Linked DNA regions of Sus scrofa: region 1 is linked to region 2. Evidence: chromatin contacts called from public HiChIP or PLAC-seq data. All regions are on one chromosome and are shown on one strand. The core of a region is the stretch at or near the end of the contact, and the rest is flanking DNA. Distances in the headings are between cores, read along the strand shown.

Region 1 (3,207 bases), core at 612-3,111, 320 kb after region 2:
TCACAGCAACGTCGGATCCTTAACCCACTGAGCAAGGACAGGGATTGAACCCACAACCTCATGGTTCCTAGTCAGATTCATTAACCACTGAGCCACGACGGGAACTCCCTCAAACACATATTTCTGCCATTTGTGTTTCTGTGTTTGTGAATTAACTGAGTTCCTGGTTTAATTGCTGACCCGGAGAAACAACTCTCTCTCACCTTAACCAAAAAGAAATGTGGAGCCACAACAACTTTGGAGCCACAACAGCTGTGTTCACTGATGCTATTTACGGGAAAAAAAAAAAAAAAAAAAAAAAGACTTGGGGACATCAAATCAGACTATCCCCACTCCCCCACAGTCCCTCTCCCCCATAAACACTCAAGAGAAATGTCTGTCTTAAAAGAACTTGTGGCAATTGCCCCAACGTCCTTTAGCAATCAATCTCAATGTTACACAATGATTAATCATGAACTGTTTCTTGTATCGTTTAAATACATACGGGGAAATGACAAAACGATCTAAACATATTGTCCTTGAGAACATTTTTTTCTGAAACTTTAAACCAAATCTCTCAGTGGTTTGACGCCAGGATGTAGAAGTCATATGACTTCACTACTCAACTGAAAGAACAGGTCTTTCCCAAGCACGAATTACAGAAGTGGGGGGGGCACCTCCTCTACACCCCACTCCCACTGGGTTCGCTCGTGTGAAATTCAAAGCACTTCTGATCACTCAGCTTCCAAGAGTTCCGTCCTGTGCTGATTCCATCACAAAAAGTTCCCCTAAGTCAAACTTGAATTTTTGCTGAAAATCTGCCAACGTAACCCAATATGAAGCAAGTCCCTTTCCATACGTAGAATCAGCACACATGACTGGACCACAGATCTCTGTACCAAAGGCCAGGAGGTCAACTCTCACCCCAGCAGCAGATAAAAATGCTTCTAAGACGGGCAAAAATTCTACAAAAGGATGTGGTTCTAAGATTTTTTTTTTTTTTCTTAAGGAACAAGTGTAAGGCTCGAGTTCAGGCTCGAGTTTTTCTAAGAAAACTATCTGCACACAAAAGAATTCCTATATATACACAACAGCAGCAGGCCTCTTAGGTCAGCATGTCCTTGACAAATGTTTATTTTGAAAGACCACTGCCTGAACGAATTGCTTCAAAGCCTGCTTCACCATTTCCATAACTCACTTCAGTACTTTTCCAGAACACAGGCCCTCTGAAAGGTCTAAGGGGTTTCGAGTGGTTCCTCTTCCCTCGCCTGAGTACGACTGACTCAGGATTGCTTCACAGCCCTCTCTGGCAGGATATGAGAAATGCTGCACGCACAGAATCCCAGCAAGGCTGATTCACTCCCGCCAAGTCACCTCGCAGCCAGGATTACTTAAGGAAAAGACCCCTCCGGACCCAAACAGTGTCTTTCGCGAAGATTCTCCAACACTCACACGCTACAACCCAAACCGAAGCACGAACTCAGCCCCCACCGGGAGCGCGCACACAGCCCCTCCGCTCCAGCGGACGCGGACCAAGGCCGGGCTCGCCCCCCGCCCCCGCGGCCCTAGGCCACCGCCTCCCGGGAAGCCGGCGGCGAGGCGGAGCCCTGGGGCCCAGGCGGGCCCGCGCGCTGGACGCGAAGGGCTCGCTGCGACGTCGGGGACGCGGGGTCGGGGCCGGGCGCGCCCGCGGCCCGCCGCCCTCTCACCTCCTCCGCCGGCGGTCCCGGTTTCTGCCAAGGCGGTCGGACAGGCGCCCCAGGAGCGCAGCCAGCCCGGGGCGGCCAGGCAGGAGGCCCAGCAGGCGCCTCCAGAACACCGGCCTTGCAGCCGCCGCCGCCATGGAGACTCGCCGCTTCCGCTTCCGGCGCGTGAGAACTTTATTGACAACGGCGCGCGCGGACACGGGCTGCGCGCAGCGGCCGCAGCGCAGAGGCGGCCCCGCCCCGCAGCCTCAGTTTCTCGCCAGGTGGGCACAGGTGTGTGCCGCGCGCCAGTGTCAGGCCACGGGGGAGCGGGGCGAGAGCACTCGCATCCCCGGACTCGGCCTCGACACAGGATAGGGCTGGAGGGCGGGGAGCATCACCTGTCAGGTCGCAGGAGAGTTCCGGCTGTACCTGACAGCCGCCGGAGCCACCCCCGACACATCCCAAGGTGTTAGGTAGGATGTACAGTACTGGGTGACTGCTGACTCATCTGGGCTCACTGAGCACAGAAAATCCCCACCAGACCCAGGCGGACCATTTTCACCTTGTCAGCCCCCGAAGCCTGCAGCTCCAGGGCACAGAACAGCTCAGCCAGGGAGTTCCCGCTGGGGCTCAGAGGTAACAAACCCGACTAGTATCCAGGAGGACGCGCGTTCAATCCCTGGCCTCCCTTACTGGGTTAAGAGTACGGTGTTACCGTGACCTGCGATGCGGCTCATATCCCATGATGCTTCGGCTTAGGCCGGCAGCTGCAGCTCGGATTGTATTCCTAAACTGGGAACTTCTATATGCCGCACCTGTGGCCATAAAAAGAAGAGAAAAAAATACTAACAGCTCAGCCCAGCCAGTCTAGGTTCAGTGAAGAACCCTCCATCCACCCAAATGCGTACACGTGGCTATGACCCGCCCCTGAGAACTACAGCTCCATGGCCAAAGAGGCTGAAAGAGCTCACCCGTGTAGCCAAGAACACTTTCTGTAGCTAATTTTAAAAAGGAAGAGTTGCAGTATTGGGAGAGGCAGGAGCGATGACTCTCCTCTCTATCATGTGCTTCCTTGGCAGGAGCCACACGTGCAAGGACTTGGGAATGGGAACGGATTAGAAGATGATCATATCCAACTTATTCCAGGGAAGTATTGTGCGGTTAAAAAGCTATGGCCACACTAGATACAAAACATTCTGAATTCTGTTTCTAACGAATTATGCCAAAGAAATCAATTACACCTCCATACACGAAGGTTCATCTCAGCATTGTTCATGTCAAAAGTGTGGAAGGAGTTCCCATTGTGGTGCAGGAGGTTAAGGATCGATGTTGCCATAGCTGTGGCATAAATCATAGCTTGCAGCTGCGGCTGGATTTGACCCCCTCCCTGGCCTGGGAACTTCCCATATGCCACAGGTGCAGCCAAAAAAAAAAGTGTGGAAGCAATCAACAATGAGGAAGTCGCTTTGGAGTTCCCATTATGTTCAGTGGTTAACGAACCCAGCTAGCATCCATGAGGACTCAGGTTCAATCCCTGGCC
Region 2 (3,461 bases), core at 372-2,871:
GGGGGTGGCTACAGTTCCGATTCGACCCTTAGCCTGGGAACCTCCATATGCCGAGGGAGCGGCCCAAGAAATGGCAAAAGGACAAAAAAAAAAAAAAAATTCCAGTTATAAGTGATATCATACAGTATTTGTCTCTTTCTGACTTACTTCACTCAGTATGAGTCCCTAGTTCCATCCATGTTGCTGCAAATGACATTACTTCGTTCTTTTTTATGGCTAGGTAGTATGTCTCCATATTTTTAATCACTCATTTATGCATTGTATCAGGACTGGAATAATGAGAAAGCCTTGAGTCGTTGTTTTAGGGCACAGAGAGGACTCAGGGACAAATCCCAATCTGAATCTCTGTAGTTGAGGATTCTCAGAGACAGGGTAGAGCGTAAACTCAGGCTCCTGTGAGTTTGTTTATGCTTGTCTGCTTTTTCAACACCCCCCACACCAAGTAATAACTACCGGTGGATTTTGTTTCTTTTTCTTTTTTTTTTTTTGCTATTTCTTTGGGCCGCTCCCGCGGCACATGGAGGTTCCCAGGCTAGGGGTTGAATCGGAGCTGTAGCCACCGGCCTACGCCAGAGCCACAGCAACGCGGGATCCGAGCCGCGTCTGCAACCTACACCACAGCTCACGGCAACGCCGGATCGTTAACCCACTGAGCAAGGGCAGGGATCGAACCCGCAACCTCATGGTTCCTAGTCGGATTCGCCAACCACTGCGCCACGACGGGAACTCCGATTTTGTTTCAATTATACCCATCCTCTCCCACCATCCCTGCTTGAAGGACTGTGCGGAAAGGGGGCATGACAACTAGGTCTGGGTTTCTAGTTGGTTCACCCAGGAACCCGCCCAGCCCACCCTTCACACTTGTCAGCAGTTGGGTCGTGTACTCCTTCTAGGAAACGTCGTTTACTGTGAAATAACAATCATCTTTTGCTTCTATGAGAGTATCTGGAGGTCAGGCCACGAGCAGCGCTCTCTTCACGTGCTCTGGGGAACCCGACGGAAGGCAATCCGGCGGATTCAGGTGAAAGACATTTTTAAAAATACTGTAAAAGCAAAACGTGTTTGCAAACATTCAACCAATTCAAACCTTAACTGTAGTCAGGAAGACTCTTTTGGAGGAAGGGAGTGGAGTCTGGGAATTGCGCGAGGCCCCGCACTCTGTAAAGGTCATTCGCCCTCACTTCCGACCCCTTCATCCCAAGAGCTCTTTGCTCCGCCACACCAGGCTTTACTGGGCCTGTAGCCCTCTTCTCGCCCGGCAAGTGTCTTGGTTATTAAAGGCCTCAGAGGGTGCGAGCCAGGGCCACGCGCGCCCGTCCGGACAGTGCGCAAGAAGGAAGGTCGGACGCCGCCACAGGTGCGCCCAGCGCGCCAGACCCGGAAGCAGGCGCCTCACGTGCTTTTCCGGAACTCGCCCGGCAAGGGCCTAGAGGGCGGGACGACTCCCGCTCTACGTGCTTGCGTCACCGCGTAGGCTCGCGGAGCGCGGATAGGGGAGATGACGTACAGGGTGCGTATAGCGGCTGTGGGCGGGCCCAGGGAATGGGGTCCAAGCTAGCCCCGCCTCTTAAAGCTGCAGAGGGCTTTAGGGGTTCCGCCGCCCGGGCTGCGAGTCGCTGGCGCCTTTAAGCGTCATCGTGACACGTGTGTGAGGCGCCGGAGGCCCGGATGGTGCGTGTGCGGGGCCGTGCAGAGTAGACGCCAGCGCCGCGGGCCTGCTTCCCGGCCTGCCGAGGGCCAGGTAGGTTGGGGCTGGGTCGGGGCAGCGCGCAGACCGGGTGGAGGGCTTCAGGCAGGCGGGGCGTGGGAAGGTGCAGTCCGATGCGGCGTGCGCTGGGAGGGTTCTGGGGACACTTGAGTGCTCGTCTGCGAGGGACTGTGGGTTCCACGGGGAGGTCGTGAAGCTGCGCAGTCCCCACAGGCTGCGCGTCCACGAGCGGTTCCGGAGCCCACGGAGAGGCCCCAGGGTTGCGCGTCCGCGAGGGGCTCCGGGGTCTAGAGGAAGGCCTCGGGCTACGCGGTCCGCGAGGAGCTCCAGGGCCGACGGGGAGACTTGTCCAGGACTGCTCTCTGCTCTTCTCCGCACACCTGGGCCGACCCTTGGTGGAAGGGAGAGCAGCCCTGGCCAGGAGCCCACGCTGCTGTCGATGTTGGGCTCAGTCGTTACATGCAGAAGCGTCTTTTATGCAGGATTCAGACTTCCAATGGAGTGACCTAAGTCAGAATCATGGGAAGGGCGTTCATTTGGTAGTTGAGCTGAGTTCTGTCTGTTTCCTTTTAGTAAGAGATGTGGAGAAAGTAGCTTTCCTCATGGTCGTGGTGGACGTGAGGACTCGGTACAAGATGTGTTTCTTAAATACTCATTTCTTTGGTCACGTAGCATTGGGTCTCCCCTGGGGTTCCAGGAGCGAGACTAGCATCCTCAAACCAAGACAGATGAGAGAGGAAAGCATCGTGGTCCTGACACAGTCCACTGTCTCCGAGGGATGCAGACAATCAGGCCTCCGAGGAGAGGGGAGCTCAGCTTGCTCCCTCCTGGCTGCGGCCTGCTGTTTGCTCTGCAGAAGAGCCCTCCGAAAGAGCCCCAGGGAGGCCCCAGCCCCTGGTCCGGAGCTCCTCCCTGCCAGCACGTGGTTGACGCTGCCAGTCTTGGGTGCAGTTTATACTGGAAAAGTGCATTTAAAGGGAGGGAAGGGAAAATGTGCTTGAATGGCGACTGTTTGGAGGAAGCTTTTGAGTCGAGGTAGAAACAAGCAGGGGTAAGTGTGAGATGTTTATGAACCACAGGAAACGGACAGGAGAGGGTATCCTTTCTGAATTTTGAAGAGCCTCTTATCCAGTGTTGCATCAGAGGCTTTGCCGACGGCGTTCCCATTGTGGTTCATTGGGTTACAAACCCAGCTGGTATCCATGAGGACGTGGGTTCGATCCCTGGCCTCGCTCGGTAGGTTGAGGATGTGGGGTTGCCGTGAGCTGTGGTGTAGGTCCCAGATGCACCTCCGATCCCGCGTGCCTGTGGCCGCGGTGTAGGCCGGCAGCTGCAGCTCTTATTCAGCCCCTAGCCTGGGAACCTCCACGTGCCTTGGGTGTGGCTCTGAAAATGGGGGGAAAAAAGACCTTGCTGACGATGACAAGGACCTTTTTCTCTCGCATGCTGTACCTCAGAGGTCCCATTCGGGTTGTCGCTTAATGTTTCCGGTGGAACTGGTGATGTAGAGGTTTGATCTCTGTGTCAAAACTTGGAAAATTGTGTTTGCTCAAAGTCTCTGCGTCCACACTGAGGAGGGGACTGTGTGGAACTTGGGTGTTCTTTAAGGTATTTATCTCAAATTGGGTTAAATCTCCCAAGTGCTGTTTAATCCTCTGCCTTCCCCCGCCCACAAGCCCACGCCCACAACGGAGTCCTCCCCTGTCCTCTGCAATGTGTGATCTTGTAGGGGTTTTCCTAAGACCGAAACGGG

What was found. HiChIP or PLAC-seq counts read pairs in DNA pulled down with a chosen protein or histone mark.
Region 1: an H3K27ac HiChIP or PLAC-seq map of alveolar macrophages shows a contact between it and region 2. The contact joins the promoter of PGS1 here to the promoter of USP36 in region 2. A contact is called at or near these places in 1 of 5 promoter capture datasets (liver) and 1 of 2 datasets of contacts at active chromatin or transcription factors (alveolar macrophages).

Annotation. Positions count from the first base shown.
Region 1 is chr12:3,627,103-3,630,309 of Sscrofa11.1, forward strand. PGS1 (CDP-diacylglycerol--glycerol-3-phosphate 3-phosphatidyltransferase, mitochondrial) reads right to left here and starts at 1,862. Exons shown (of 10, transcript XM_021066523.1): 1 at 1,689-1,862. The coding sequence starts at 1,822.
Region 2 is chr12:3,307,555-3,311,015 of Sscrofa11.1, forward strand. USP36 (ubiquitin carboxyl-terminal hydrolase 36) reads left to right here and starts at 1,622. Exons shown (of 22, transcript XM_021066521.1): 1 at 1,622-1,741.